Regions from separate parts of the Zea mays genome. Here region 1 is linked to region 2. Evidence: chromatin contacts called from public Hi-C data. All regions are on one chromosome and are shown on one strand. The core of a region is the stretch at or near the end of the contact, and the rest is flanking DNA. Distances in the headings are between cores, read along the strand shown. Region 1 has its middle 53 kb from the start of LOC100216879. Region 2 has its middle 63 kb from the start of LOC100277340.

Evidence for each region. A called contact is a pair of places that touch in the nucleus more often than the background predicts.
Region 1: a contact with region 2 is called in a Hi-C map of bundle sheath, with 3 times the contacts expected there. The contact joins two enhancer-like sites. A contact is called at or near these places in 2 of 25 Hi-C or Micro-C datasets (bundle sheath and endosperm).

Annotation. Positions count from the first base shown.
Region 1 is chr2:228,023,647-228,030,222 of Zm-B73-REFERENCE-NAM-5.0, reverse strand. No RefSeq gene overlaps it. Among protein-coding and RNA genes, the nearest start is that of LOC100216879, 53 kb to the right of the region's middle. Within about 2 kb of position 4,887, at least 17 of the 20 cell types and tissues checked have an H3K27ac peak or open chromatin away from gene starts, as enhancers often do. A contact at or near this core is called in bundle sheath, where this site is marked.
Region 2 is chr2:227,889,271-227,895,715 of Zm-B73-REFERENCE-NAM-5.0, reverse strand. No RefSeq gene overlaps it. Among protein-coding and RNA genes, the nearest start is that of LOC100277340, 63 kb to the right of the region's middle. Within about 2 kb of position 2,510, at least 16 of the 20 cell types and tissues checked have an H3K27ac peak or open chromatin away from gene starts, as enhancers often do. A contact at or near this core is called in bundle sheath, where this site is marked.

The sequences.
Region 1 (6,576 bases), core at 3,638-6,137, 130 kb before region 2:
GACGAAGTGCCATTCCTTGGACACATCATCTCTAATGGAGGAATATCAGTGGACCCTGCTAAAGTGAGAGAGATAGTAGGATGGAAGATACCCAGTTTAGTTACTGAAATCCAGAGTTTCTTAGGACTCGCAGGGTATTATCGATGAAAGTCGCCTAGAGGGGGTGAATAGGAGAAACCTGAAAATTATAAACTTTGAACATGCACTATGCCTCGGTTTAGTGTTAGAAATGATTCGGAGTGCGGAAGATAGTTTCTCCTTGCTATGAGTTGCTGAGTCAATGCGGATAACTTTGGGAGCCAACTCAAATCAATATGAGCAAGGGAACTTTTAGAGTGAGAGAGAGAGAGAGGAAAGAGGAAACAAATCGAGTGGAGATCAACTCAAATGAATAAGGCGATTTGTTTACCGAGGTTTGGTTCCAAAGAACCTAGTCCCTATTGAGGAGCCCACAAAGGCCGGGTCTATTCCAACCCTTTCCCTCTCTCAATCGGTCACACAGATCGGTCGAGTGTTTCTCCTTAATCACTTGGGTCACTAAGACCCCACAAGGATCACCACACACTTAGGTGTCTCTTGCTAGCTTTACAAAGAACTTCAAAGAATTAGAATGGGAAGGAGAAAGCAATCCAAGCAACAAGAGCAACAAAAGAAACACAAATGATCCTCTCACAAATCTCTAAGAAATTGAGTTGATTTTGGAGCTTGGAGTGGATTGAATGATTTGATTGTGTCTTTGGAGTTTTTGCCTTTGCTCTTGTATTGAATGAGAAGTGTAGGAGGCTTGGATGGCTTGAATGGTGGTGGTTGGGGGTATTTATAGCCCCAACCACTATTCTAGCCGTTGCTATCGATGGGCACACAGGACAGTCTGGTGGTGCACCGGGCATGACACTGTTCATTGTCTGGTGCCTGCCATGTCAGCAGACCGTTGAGGTTTGGAGCGGTTGACCATTGAAGTCCCTTGTCCTCTTGTGGCACCGGACAGTTCGGTAGCACACCGAACAGTCCGGTGCGTTCTGACTTTGTAGCTCTGACTTCTGACTTCTGCACTTTGCACTTTCACTGTTCACCGCAGTCGACCGTTGGGCGCAGTTAACCATTGCTCCATTGGCTCATCGGACATGTCTGGTGCACACCAGACAGTCCTATGAATTATAGCGGAGCGACTCCCAGCAAAACCCGAGAGCAACCAGTTCGAAGGGTGCTCGGCCTGGGCACCGGACAGTGTCCGGTGCACACCGGACAGTGTCTGGAGCGCCACTGGCAGCACCAATGCTTGTCTTTGCTCCAAACTTGTAGAGTTCGCCAACTTATTCTCTTTGTTGGTTTATGTTTAACTTTATGCACCTGAGATAAATGACAACTAGGCAAACTAGTTAGTCCACGTGGTTTGTGATGGACGTCAAACACCAAAATCGATTATAGGAAATGTCTAAGCCCATTTTTCTTTCAATCGATGATTTATTGAAGGATTCTCCAAGATTTCTAAGCCTAGGACCTCACTATTAGAGAAGGGAAAGGAGTTTAATTGGTCTCGTGAGTGTCAAGATAGTTTCAATCAACAGAAGTCAAGATTGATGTCACCCCAATGTTGATTATGCCAGATCTACAGAAGGGATTTGACATATATTGTGATGCATGTCGCTAGGGATTGGGATGTGTTCTTATGCAAGAAGGACATGTTATTGCCTACGCGTCTCGCCAGTTGCAAAAACATGAGTTGAACTACCCCACTCATGACTTAGAACTGACAGCCATAGTGCATGCTCTCAAGATTTGGAGGCATTATATAATGGGAACTAAGTGCCAAGTCTACACTGATCATAAGAGCTTAAAGTATATCTTCACTTAGAAAGATCTCAACCTTAGGCAATGTTGTTGTTTGGAGCTAATCAAAGACTATGACTAGGAGATTCACTATCATTTGGGCAAGGCGAATCTGGTTGCGGATGCCATGAGTCGGAAGGAGCATGTCCATGTAGCTATGGTTGCTTAGTTACCCGATGAGTTAGTAGAAGATTTTAGAAGACTCAACCTGGGAATAGTTGCACATACTAAAGGGATCACTATTGAAGTGGAACCTACTTTGGAGCAAGAAATCCACAAGGGTCAGATCGGTGGTGCTATAATCCAAGCAATTAAGGATCTGATGGCTGAAGGTAGAGGTCTAGACTTCATAGAGGATGAGCAAGGCACAATATGGTTCAAGAACCAGAAATGTGTTCCTGAGATTGACAGCCTTTGTGAGACTATACTGAAGGAATCCCATGACTCTGATTACTCTATTCATCCTGGTAGCACTAAGATGTATCAGGATCTGAAACAGAAATACTGGTGGTATGGGCTGAAAAGACACGTAGCTGCACACGTGGCTGTGTGTGATGTATGTCAAAGAGTTAAAGTTGAACATCAAAGACCAGCTGGACTGCTACACCCGTTAAAAGTACCAGAATGGAAGTGTGAAGAAATTGGTATGGATTTCATTACCGGGTTGCCTCGCACCCTGAAGGGTTATGATTCCATATGGGTCGTCGTGGATAGATTGACCAAAGTGGCTCACTTCATTATGGTCAAGACTACTTATAAAGGTTCTCAGTTGGCAGAATTATACATGGCTAGAATTGTGTGCTTACACAGTATACCGAAGAAGATTGTTTCTAATTGAGGATCACAGTTTACCTCAAGATTTTGGAAGAGACTTCATGAGAACATGGATACGAAGTTGAACTTCAGTTTAGCCTATCATCCTCAAACTGATGGCCAAACTGAGAGAACTAACCAAGTCCTTGAGGATATGTTAAGAGCTTGTGCCCTTAAGCATGGGGGCAGTTGGGACAAGAGTCTACCATATGCTGAGTTCTCTTATAATAATAGTTACTAGGCCAGTCTGAAAATGTTTGTATTGGGATCAGACCAGTGAAAGGCAGTTCTTTAGGCCTGAAATTATTCAAGAGGCAGAAGAACGAATGATCAGAGAGAACTTGAGGATAACACAGACTTCGCTGAAGAGTTATGCTGATAACCGGAGAAGAGCACTGGAGTTTGAGGAGGGTGACCACGTGTACCTTAAGGTGTCACCAATTCATGGAATGAGAAGATTCAAAGTTAAAGGCAAGTTATCCCCTCGCTTTATTGGACCTTCAGAATCTTTAGGCAAGTTGGGGAGATGGCCTACCGACTTGAGCTACCAGATCATCTGTCCGATGTACATGATGTGTTCCATGTGTCTCAGCTGAAGAAGTGTCTCTGTGTTCTCGAGGAACAATTGCCAATGGAAGAGCTTAGTGTGCAAGGTGATCTAACATACACGGAGTATCCTATCAAGATCATTGACACCTTGACTCGGGTTACAAGGAATAAAGTGATAAAAATATGCAAAGTGCAATGGAGTCACCACGGTGAAGATGAGGCTACTTGGGAGAGAGAAGAAGAGCTTCGAATAGAATTTCCCCACCTCTTCCCTAGTTCTTCCTAATCTCGAGGTCGAGATTATTTTTAAGCAGGGTAGGATTTGTAATACCCAATTTGTAAATAATAAAAAGAGAATTGATCTCCCTTATATGTTTTGCCTCTATTTATTATAACATGTCAATACCTATATTTAAAAGTGAATAATTAACAAATGTCACATAAATGACTGATGCATCATGTTAGAGTTTATTTGTTTGTGCATTTATAAATAATAATAATATTAATAAAAAATATATTAGTGTCCAAATTGGGAGTTAAGACCAAAATTATCATTTAGAAATTGAAAAGGATATAAAGAATAAGGGAAAATACTATATAAATATAAAGAAAATATATAACTAAAATAAATGCACCTGTTCATATTGGAAGGTGAATTTGCCTATGTGATCCAAATATGAACTCCACAACAAAATTTGAATTTAATTTGGAAATCTAAAAATAAAGAGAAAAGAAAACAGAAATGAGAAAAGAAAAGGGAAACAGAACGCGTGGGCATTGGCGCCTCGGCCCACTGGAATTCAACGCGCGCCCTGACCGGCCTAGCTTACTCGTCACAGCCACACAAAGTGCTACACTGACATGAGGTCCCTGCCTGTCAGCCTCCCTCCCTCGCCCAGCCATGTGGTCAACTGCCAGGTGGAGCCCTTAGGGCAGAAGCCGTTGCGGAGGTGGAATCTTGCCTGTGCATATGGCGTGCGGGACCCACATGTCATCCGACACGTAGCAGATACGAACCCGTGCGCTTCGGCCGGGGTTGTTAGGCTTGATCTCGTTTATCCCCCTTCTTCGCCCTACATAAGGATTCTGCCGATGTGCCCTGGGTCCTTTGTTGGTTCGCCACCCGCATCTAGCCAAAAAAAGCATTATCGTGGTGAAAGAGGGAGACAACGAGGGAGCGATTTGGGCCGCCACCGGTGGTTCTCGGCGGTGTCGGGTCTCCATCCTCGGGGTGTGGCCAAGGAGAGTCGTCAATGCCTAGGGAAGTAGTCTGCAACCGCAAATCAAGGGAAGGACCGACAGAGCTGGGTGAATTGCTCATCAGTGGGTTGCGGGAGCACCATACCGCGCATCGGTGTTGTTAGTACTCCCCTCATCGGCACCTCTGGTAAAGCTCCCTCCACTGGTTTCGCTTTCATCTCTACTTCGCGTATGATGGATTTGTTGCGAATTGGGAACACTAGGATGCAAATCCATAGTTCGCCGGTGTGGTGCGCCGCCGTGTAGGTGCATGCCGCCATCCTGGGCTATCGAGGGGAAGAGGATGCACGACTGCCGTTGATCTTGGGTTCAATGGTTGAGATTGGTAGTCGCGTACCAATTCGGTGATTTGATACGCACTGATAGATGAAGATCGGGCACGTGCGCATATGCCATGGTCAGTTGGATCCTAACCATTGATGCGTAATCCAAGGGCTGCGATTAGGTACTGTTTCTTCGTTCGCTTTGTTAAATCTGAACCATAGATCTGGAATCCGATGGCTCTCCTCGCGTGTCGCTTCATCGCGAGCGTGATTCTAATCTGAAGCGTAGGACACTGATCGGACAGCTCAGTTGTGTCGATACCCCTTCGATGCTGGCTTTTTGCGTATGAACCCCTCGGGTTTTAGTAAATGAACTCGTGGTCCACTGCTTATACAAAATAATCACAAGTGTGCCCTGTAAAATTGTAAGTAGACCCCTAAACTTTATGTTATTAGTGCGCGCGGTACAAAGGGTTAGAAAATCAGGGTAATGAATTTAGAAAACGATTTTCAGTGTAAAAATAATTCTCGAACCTTGTTTAATTCCTAGAAAATTCATTTTAACTCCTTTTTAATCCATTCCAGTTGCATTAATTTTGTATTAATATTATTTATCAGTTAATAACTCTGTTTTAGCATAAAACCTAGATTAAAATGAATCACATGGTTAATTTTGTACCAAACACATAAAAAGTTCAGAAAATCATAACTTATTATCCGTAACTCCGAATTTAGTGATTCTTGTTCTTACAATCTCATTGTGATGCGTAGAATATTATCATACAATATATTCCTCTATTTGGTGTGATGATTAATTTTTCTTGTGCCATGTTTGTTTATGTTGTGGCGAGTAGACGAGCAAGTGATTGAGGACCCAGGTGTTCAGCAGGTAGAAGTTACTGAGCAGGAGCACATTGAAGGCAAGTTGTGACCTTGACCACTTTTATTTACCCAATAATATTCTCTATAATCATGTTGGTATGCATAAGCTTAATTTTGATGGGACCAAATAGGTCACCCTAGTTTGGTCATCTTTACACCTTGTTTACCCCTTTACTTTTGGGTAGTCTTTGCTATTGCTATATATATATTTTTGGGTGTTAAGATAACTATTACACATGGTCATTCTTTATTATTATTGTTCTATTTCTGTTCATGATAAGACTATTATGTTAATTGGAACATGGAGCATAACTTGAGAAACACGTGCCACCATAAGGGTGGAATGGGACGCCCTTGGCTGACTAATTAGGAAAGCTAGTGGAGATCTACCTTACCCGAAAAGAGAAAGCGTAGTAGGGGAGTTGGCGTGTAGGGAGGTTCTCGGGTTGATTTTGCTGCGATGGCGGTCAGACGGGGGATTCCTGCATTACGCTCCCTCGAAACTATAGCAGGTTTTCTGAAGCTAGTGGAACTTTGTAAAGGCCTCGTAGTTGAAAGGGAAATGGACCTAATCATTTCCTATAATCGATTTGGTGGTTGACGTCGAACACAAACCACATGGACTAACTAGTTTGTCTAGATGTCATGTATCTCATGTGCACAAGGTTCAACATAAACCAAGAAAAAAATTCAGTTAGGGACACAATCAAATTTGGAGCAAAAGGACTTAGAGTGTGCTGCCTTTGGTGCACCGGACAGTGTCCGGTGCACCAAGCCAACCAGCAAACGAACATGCCACTCTCGGGAATTCCAGGGGCTCCCTCCGCTACAATCATGTGTGTACATTCACAAGAGGCCCTCGGTTTCGTCGCGGCACCATCGGTTTTAGTCATAACACCATTACTAGACGTAACCAATAAGAAGTCTCGCGCCACACAAATGGATTGAGCAAGGATGATAATATACAAACATACTCTAC
Region 2 (6,445 bases), core at 1,261-3,760:
GAGAATTGGCTAAATCCCAGATAAAGTTTAAATGATGAGTAAATCCGAAAGGAACATACCCCAGGTCATGGATAGTCCGACCCCCGAGGCCGGACGATCCAAGGTAAAACAAGAAGATTCACATGGCTCAGCCCCTATCACGGACAGTCTGGACCCTAAGGCCGGACAGTCCGACTGCTGCTAGAGAGTGCCGCAGCATGGGTCCTATGTCGCGGATGGTCCGGCCTTTGAGGTTTAGTGTTTAGGGTGTACTCCAAGGCCAACTTTTGTGAACAAGACCCTGGAAGCCGATCCTAGAAATGAAATGTTCGGTTTATTAAAAGAATATTATGATGTTTTGCTTGGAAGTACACCAAGATGCTAGGATTAAGCCGAGAGATAGTGGAGCATTGACTGCCTATTAAATATGGTTTTAGGCCTTTTAAGCACAGACCAAGATTATTTCGTCCAAACTTACTCCTTAGGATTAAGGACGAAATTCACTAGCTCTTAGAAGCTAATTTTATTAGACCTTGCAGATATGCGGAGTGGGTCTCTAATATTGTGTCGGTGGATAAGAAGGAATTTGGTAAGCTCAGAGTGTCCATTAATTGCCGCAATTTAAATAGAGCAACTCCTAAAGATGAATATCCTATGCCAATGTCACACTCAGATTTGAGGGGTAAAGCCGGGTGCGTCTCATATGTGCGCCAAAGAAGAACAACACATATAATTACCAAGTGTATAGAGATAAATGTCACAAACATTATTACATAGCAGAATTGTCTTACAAAAATAAATGAAAATAATAAAGCGATCTAATATTATTCCTTGGCGCCATTAAGCTGACTAGGAGACGCCACCTAGACTTCCTTGTACTCCTCGTAGTAGTCCTCCTCCTGGGCTACCTGCTCTTCACCTGTGGGGGTTATATATCGCAATGGTGAGCTCACGAAAGATCATAGGTCAACAATTTGTGGGGAATAATGTGTATAAACTCATCAAAGGTGGGAGCCCATGTGAAGTGTAAGGCCGATCAACAAATAATGGTTAAAGCTGAGCATTGCTTTTAATAAGTTGGCCAAGTTTTATTAGCAGTTACTAAATGTAAGTATATATCAAACTAGAGTAATAATAGATCAAAATTAATAATAAAACCACAATGCGATGGATATGATAGATTGAGTTTAATTCCATAAGTTAATCATGCGAGAGTCCTGAGCTGCTCATGACCGCGAGCACGGCTAGTATACCAGTTTTACACTCTGTAGAGGTTGTACCCTTTACCCACAAGTCATGCTACCTAGTTGCCAAGGGGTCTAGAAGTCCCATTCATCTCTACCGAGGACACGAGGTAGGGTAACACTACGAGGCTTTTACAAAGTTCCACTAGCTTCAGAAAACCCGCTACGGGTTTCTGAGAGTGGCATAGGAATCCCCCGTCTGAAAAGCCATTGCAGCATGATCAACCCGAGAACCTCCCTATACCCCCAACTCCCCTACCTCCCTTGCCCCTTTCGGGTAAGGTATACCTCCAATAGCTTTTCTAATTAGTCAACCAAAGGCGTCCCATTCCACCCTTGTGGTGGCACGTTTATCTCAAGTTAAGCCCCATGTTCCAATTAACGCAATAGTCTTATCATGAACATAATAAAATAACAATAATAAAGCATGATCATGAATAATAGGTATCTTAACATTCAAAACCACATATAGCAATAGCAGAAACTACCCAAGAAGTTCAGTGGTAAACAAGGTATAAAGATGACCAAACTAGGGTGACCTATTGGGTCCCATCAAAATTAAGCCTAAGCATGGCAAAGTGATTATATAGAACATTATTGGGTAAATCAAAGTGGTCAAGGGCACAACTTGCCTTCAACGAGTTCCTGCTCAGTATTTTCCACCTGCTGAGTACCAGGATCCTCGGTTGCTTGCTTGTCTACTCGCAACAATACAAACAAACATAGTATAGGAGAAATTAACATCACACCAAACATCAGAACATAATGCATAATAATATTATATGCATCGTAACGAGATCGCAGGTTCGAGAACCACTAAATTCGGAGTTACGATTAACAAGTTATGATTTTCCGAAGGATTAAGTGTTAGATATAAAACAAATTAAGTGCATAATTTTAATATGTTTCATAACAAAATAAAGTTACCAGATGATAAACAATATTATTATAAATTTAATGCAACTGGAATGGATCAAAAAGGAGTTAAAATGAATGAGTTATGCATTTTCTAAGGTTTTTAGAAGTATTTTGGCATTAATAATTAATTTCGAATTAACTTTACCAATTTCCCTAGCCCACTAGACAACGACCACTAAATTGTCAGAAGTTCGGGAGCCGAACCGTAAAAAACAAGGGTTTGATTGAATTGAAACCTAGGCTCCCGGGGATGGTGCGTTATTTTCTTTAATGTGCAAGGGCTCTTTTTGAAAAGTGTCAAGGCTGTGCAATCACGGTGCGCCCAGGCCATTCATCCGAGGATCTAGGGCTCGGATTATATGTTGAACCGGTATCCCCCGCCTACGATCAGATATCGATCCAACGATCCTTAATAGCGCAGGTCTGGATTTGATATGGATCACCCATCCTCGATCCAACGATTAAGAGTGGAGGCCATCCATACGAGCGGCAAATCCAAATCCCGGCCACAGAACACACATCCGATGGCCAGCAGCTCTTCTTCTACGCACGCAAACAGGCCCCTAACGACGGTGAACCAGCCAGCGGCGCGCCTTGCCGGAAAACTACCAAGGTGCATCGAGGGCTAAAACTTGCTGCACGCATACTCAATTGCCAGAGGGGCAAAGGCGAGGAAGAACATAGTGGTGTTTTTTTACCATGGTCCGACACAGGGGCGAGCAGTCCTCGCACCGCGGCAGTCCGGTCCGGTCTTCAACGTATGGCGATGAAGTCCTCCTCTCGAGTCTCCGTACACGCAGGGGAAGACCCCAGGCGCCCAGCGCGCAACCTTGCCGAACTCCTCAGCCCAACGTCGAGGCCCTTGTCGTCGTAGAGCGTATGCCAGCAATGTCGCCTCTCGACACTAGCCTTAGGGTTCCGGTCTCCTTCCAAACTGGTATGGCGCTCGAGAGGTTTGGAAAAAGGGAGGGTCTCAGATTACTTAGGTAGTGTTATGTCCTAGTTTTATTGTTGTTTGATTACAAAGTAACTAGAACGGAGTGACCCTAATTAGGAAATATTCTCCTCAGATCTAGAATCATTCTACTCCAAAAAATTAACCAGACGGATCCACTCCATTCTCAGCCCGCTCGTACCGTCACGGACGGAGCCTGCATGTTGTGATGAACTTCAGTGACTCTTCAACCAAACAAAAGAGGGAGCCGCTCTGTTCAATTTTACTCTGCAACCAAACAAAAAACAGAGCTGCTCCGTTCTAGTTTACCAAACACAGAACAGAGCGGTTCTGTTCCTAAAATCAGAGATAGAATGATTCCGTTCTAGTTGGCTTCTCAACCAAACACTACCATGTCGAGGAGGCGCTAGGATCTCAATAGAATCCGCTTTCTTCGCAATAAACCCAGCTGGCGGCTGTTATAGGGGTTTAGCCATCGCAACGGAGAAGGCTAACTCCACTCCATAGCTTGACGTCATCCCGGGTCGCGACGCGATTGGTTGAATGATTGAATCGCCATGCAGAAGTCCAATCGGTCAGTGGGACCGCAGCATGCGCGTGTGCCCACGACAGCTGGAGAGCGGGACCCACCGGCCAGTGGTGATAGCCGCCCACATGCGCTTGTGCAGGACTGAGCAACAAGACCGGCTTTGGGTGAGTATGGGCCCCGACCAGGCCCAATTTGGCATTTGGCTGTCCGGGGTTGTCAGTCTTTTTTATTATTATTGGTGTTGTTATTAGGGTTTTTCTTTCTTCTTTTTCTTCTTTTTCTTTCTTTTTATTCATTTTCTGTTTTATATTCTAATTTATAATTTGAATTCAAATTTAATTTATGATTCCTTTATTCAAATAAAATGCATCACATAAAATATCAGCATGAATGCACCTTCAAATTGTTCAACTTGATCTCTTTATTTACATATGCAAAAGAGAAGAGAGAAAAATTAATCACATAGGGTTTCATAATTTCCGAGACTTATTGTATAAATATTTTTTTTATTTCATCCAAATTTTGGTCTTTACAAATCCTACCCCTTAAAAGGAATCTCGACCTCGAGATTAAGATGAGCTAGGGAAAAGATTGGAAAAGTCTACTCGCAATTCTTCTTCTCTTTCCCAGGTAGCTTCATCTTCTCTGTGATGACTCCATTGTACTTTGCACATTTTGATCACCTTGTTCCTCGTGACACGAGTCAAGGTATCAATGATCTTGATAGGATACTTGATATAGGTTAGATCACCTTGCACACTAAGTTCTTCTATAGACAACTGCTCCTCTGGAACACGGAGACACTTCTTAAGCTGAGATACGTGGAACACATCATGGACATCAGATAGATGATCTGGTAGCTCAAGCTGGTAGGCCATCTCCCCAACTCGCTTAAGGATTTTGAAGGGTCCAATAAAGCGAGGGGATAGCTTGCCTTTAACTTCGAATCTTCTCATACCACGAATTGGTGACACCTTTAGGTATACATGATCATCCTCTTCAAATTCCAGTGGTCTTCTTCAGTTATCAGCATAGCTCTTCTGTCGAGTCTGTGCTATCTTCAAGTTCTGCCTAATCATCCAAACTTGTTCTTCTGCCTCTTGAATAATTTCAGGCCCAAAGAACTGTCTCTTGCCAGTCTGATCTCAATACAGAGGGGTTCTGCATTTTCTGCCATATAAAGCTTCAAATGGGGACATCTTCAGACTGGCCTAATAACTATTATTGTAAGAAAACTCTGCATATGGTATGCACTTGTCCCAACTACCACCATGCTTAAGGGCACAAGCTCTTAACATATCATCTAGTACTTGGTTGGTTCTCTCAATCTGGCCATCAGTTTGGGGATGATAGGTTGAGCTAAAATTCAAATTTCTATCTGTATTCTCATGAAGACTCTTCCAAAATCTTTAGGTAAACTGAGATCCTCGATCAGAAATGTCACAGAACCTCCCAAGATATTAGGCCCACCTACAAATGTCCTTGTCCTAAGGACTTCAGACAGTCATGCAGGTGCGCTCAATGGCTCGGCAGGTCCGGTTATCTGTATCTCCATCACATCGCCCAAGAGCGCTTATCCCATAACGCTGACATTACAGACCATCGGAGTAAAGCGCAAAGGATTACAATAACATAATTTACATTCATAAGTATTGAGTGCATAAACTTATTACATCATAGGAAGGCAAAACACCTTCCAAAGGTATGTCTTAGTTTTCTTCCTCTTGCTTTGGAAAAACCTTGGAGCAGAAACAGCAAAACTCAGCAGTTTCATCACCTACCACAACATGGGTTTGAAAACCCTGAGTACGAAGTGTACCTTCGCAAGTTTTACCCGTCTAAGGAAAAAGACTCTCAAGGATATGCTGGCCTTTGGGAACCAAGGTAAAGCTTATCAAGATTCAAAGACTCTTTTTTGAAGAAAAACTTACTATGAGTGGATCCTTAAGAATTGATTTTACTCATTAGGTTAAGTAATTACCTGCATCTAGATTCCTTTCTATTCTTAGATCAAGCACTTGGCCTACACTAGCCATCTTTTATCACCCCTTCAGTTCACTTGTTGCTACGTGTAGGGCAGTGACCGAGTCTTCATGTCCGAGAAGTAACGGCGATCTGAATCAATTAATACCCAGCTGGGGATCTCCAACCACATGACATATGTTGCAATTAACCCTTGCATATGTCAACTCGCACCCGGGTTTCTCAAGACCATAATGGGTTCACGCCAACTGAGAATACAGATACTCCACCGTCCAGCCTCTTGCCACGGACGGTACACGCTACTCTCGCCATCTCTCCACTCCCATTGCGTGGTAGCCTTTCTAGTATTGGTCCGACCGAGGCAAATCTTACCCATGATGAGGCATGTGGCCAGTTAAAAGGTCCTCGATCAGCAAGCCTACATCGGCTCGGTCCTTAAACGACTCAGACAGAGACACTACACCGAGACTTCCTTCTCGTGCAAGTCACCCGCCCGGTCTCGTCTTTATTACTTAAACCCCAAAGTTTGGTACCTGACAGAGGTACACCTTTCAGATGTTGAACCCATCACGGCCGTGATGGATTCACCATCATAAGTCTTTTCTTTGTAGAAATCCCCATCTAGTGTGAAGCATCATCTTTTTCAAAACAAAACATTTTGTTTTCTGCAGCAAGACTAAGCATCATGAAAATCCTTTTCATAAAGAGGTATCAAGGAATGATAATCAATTTTTTCCAAGGAAGGAAAATGCATCAATTGTTTAGCACACAACTCCTATCACCTAATGCATCATATAAGGTGATAAAGATTTTAAAACATCAAGGAAAGAGTAAAAT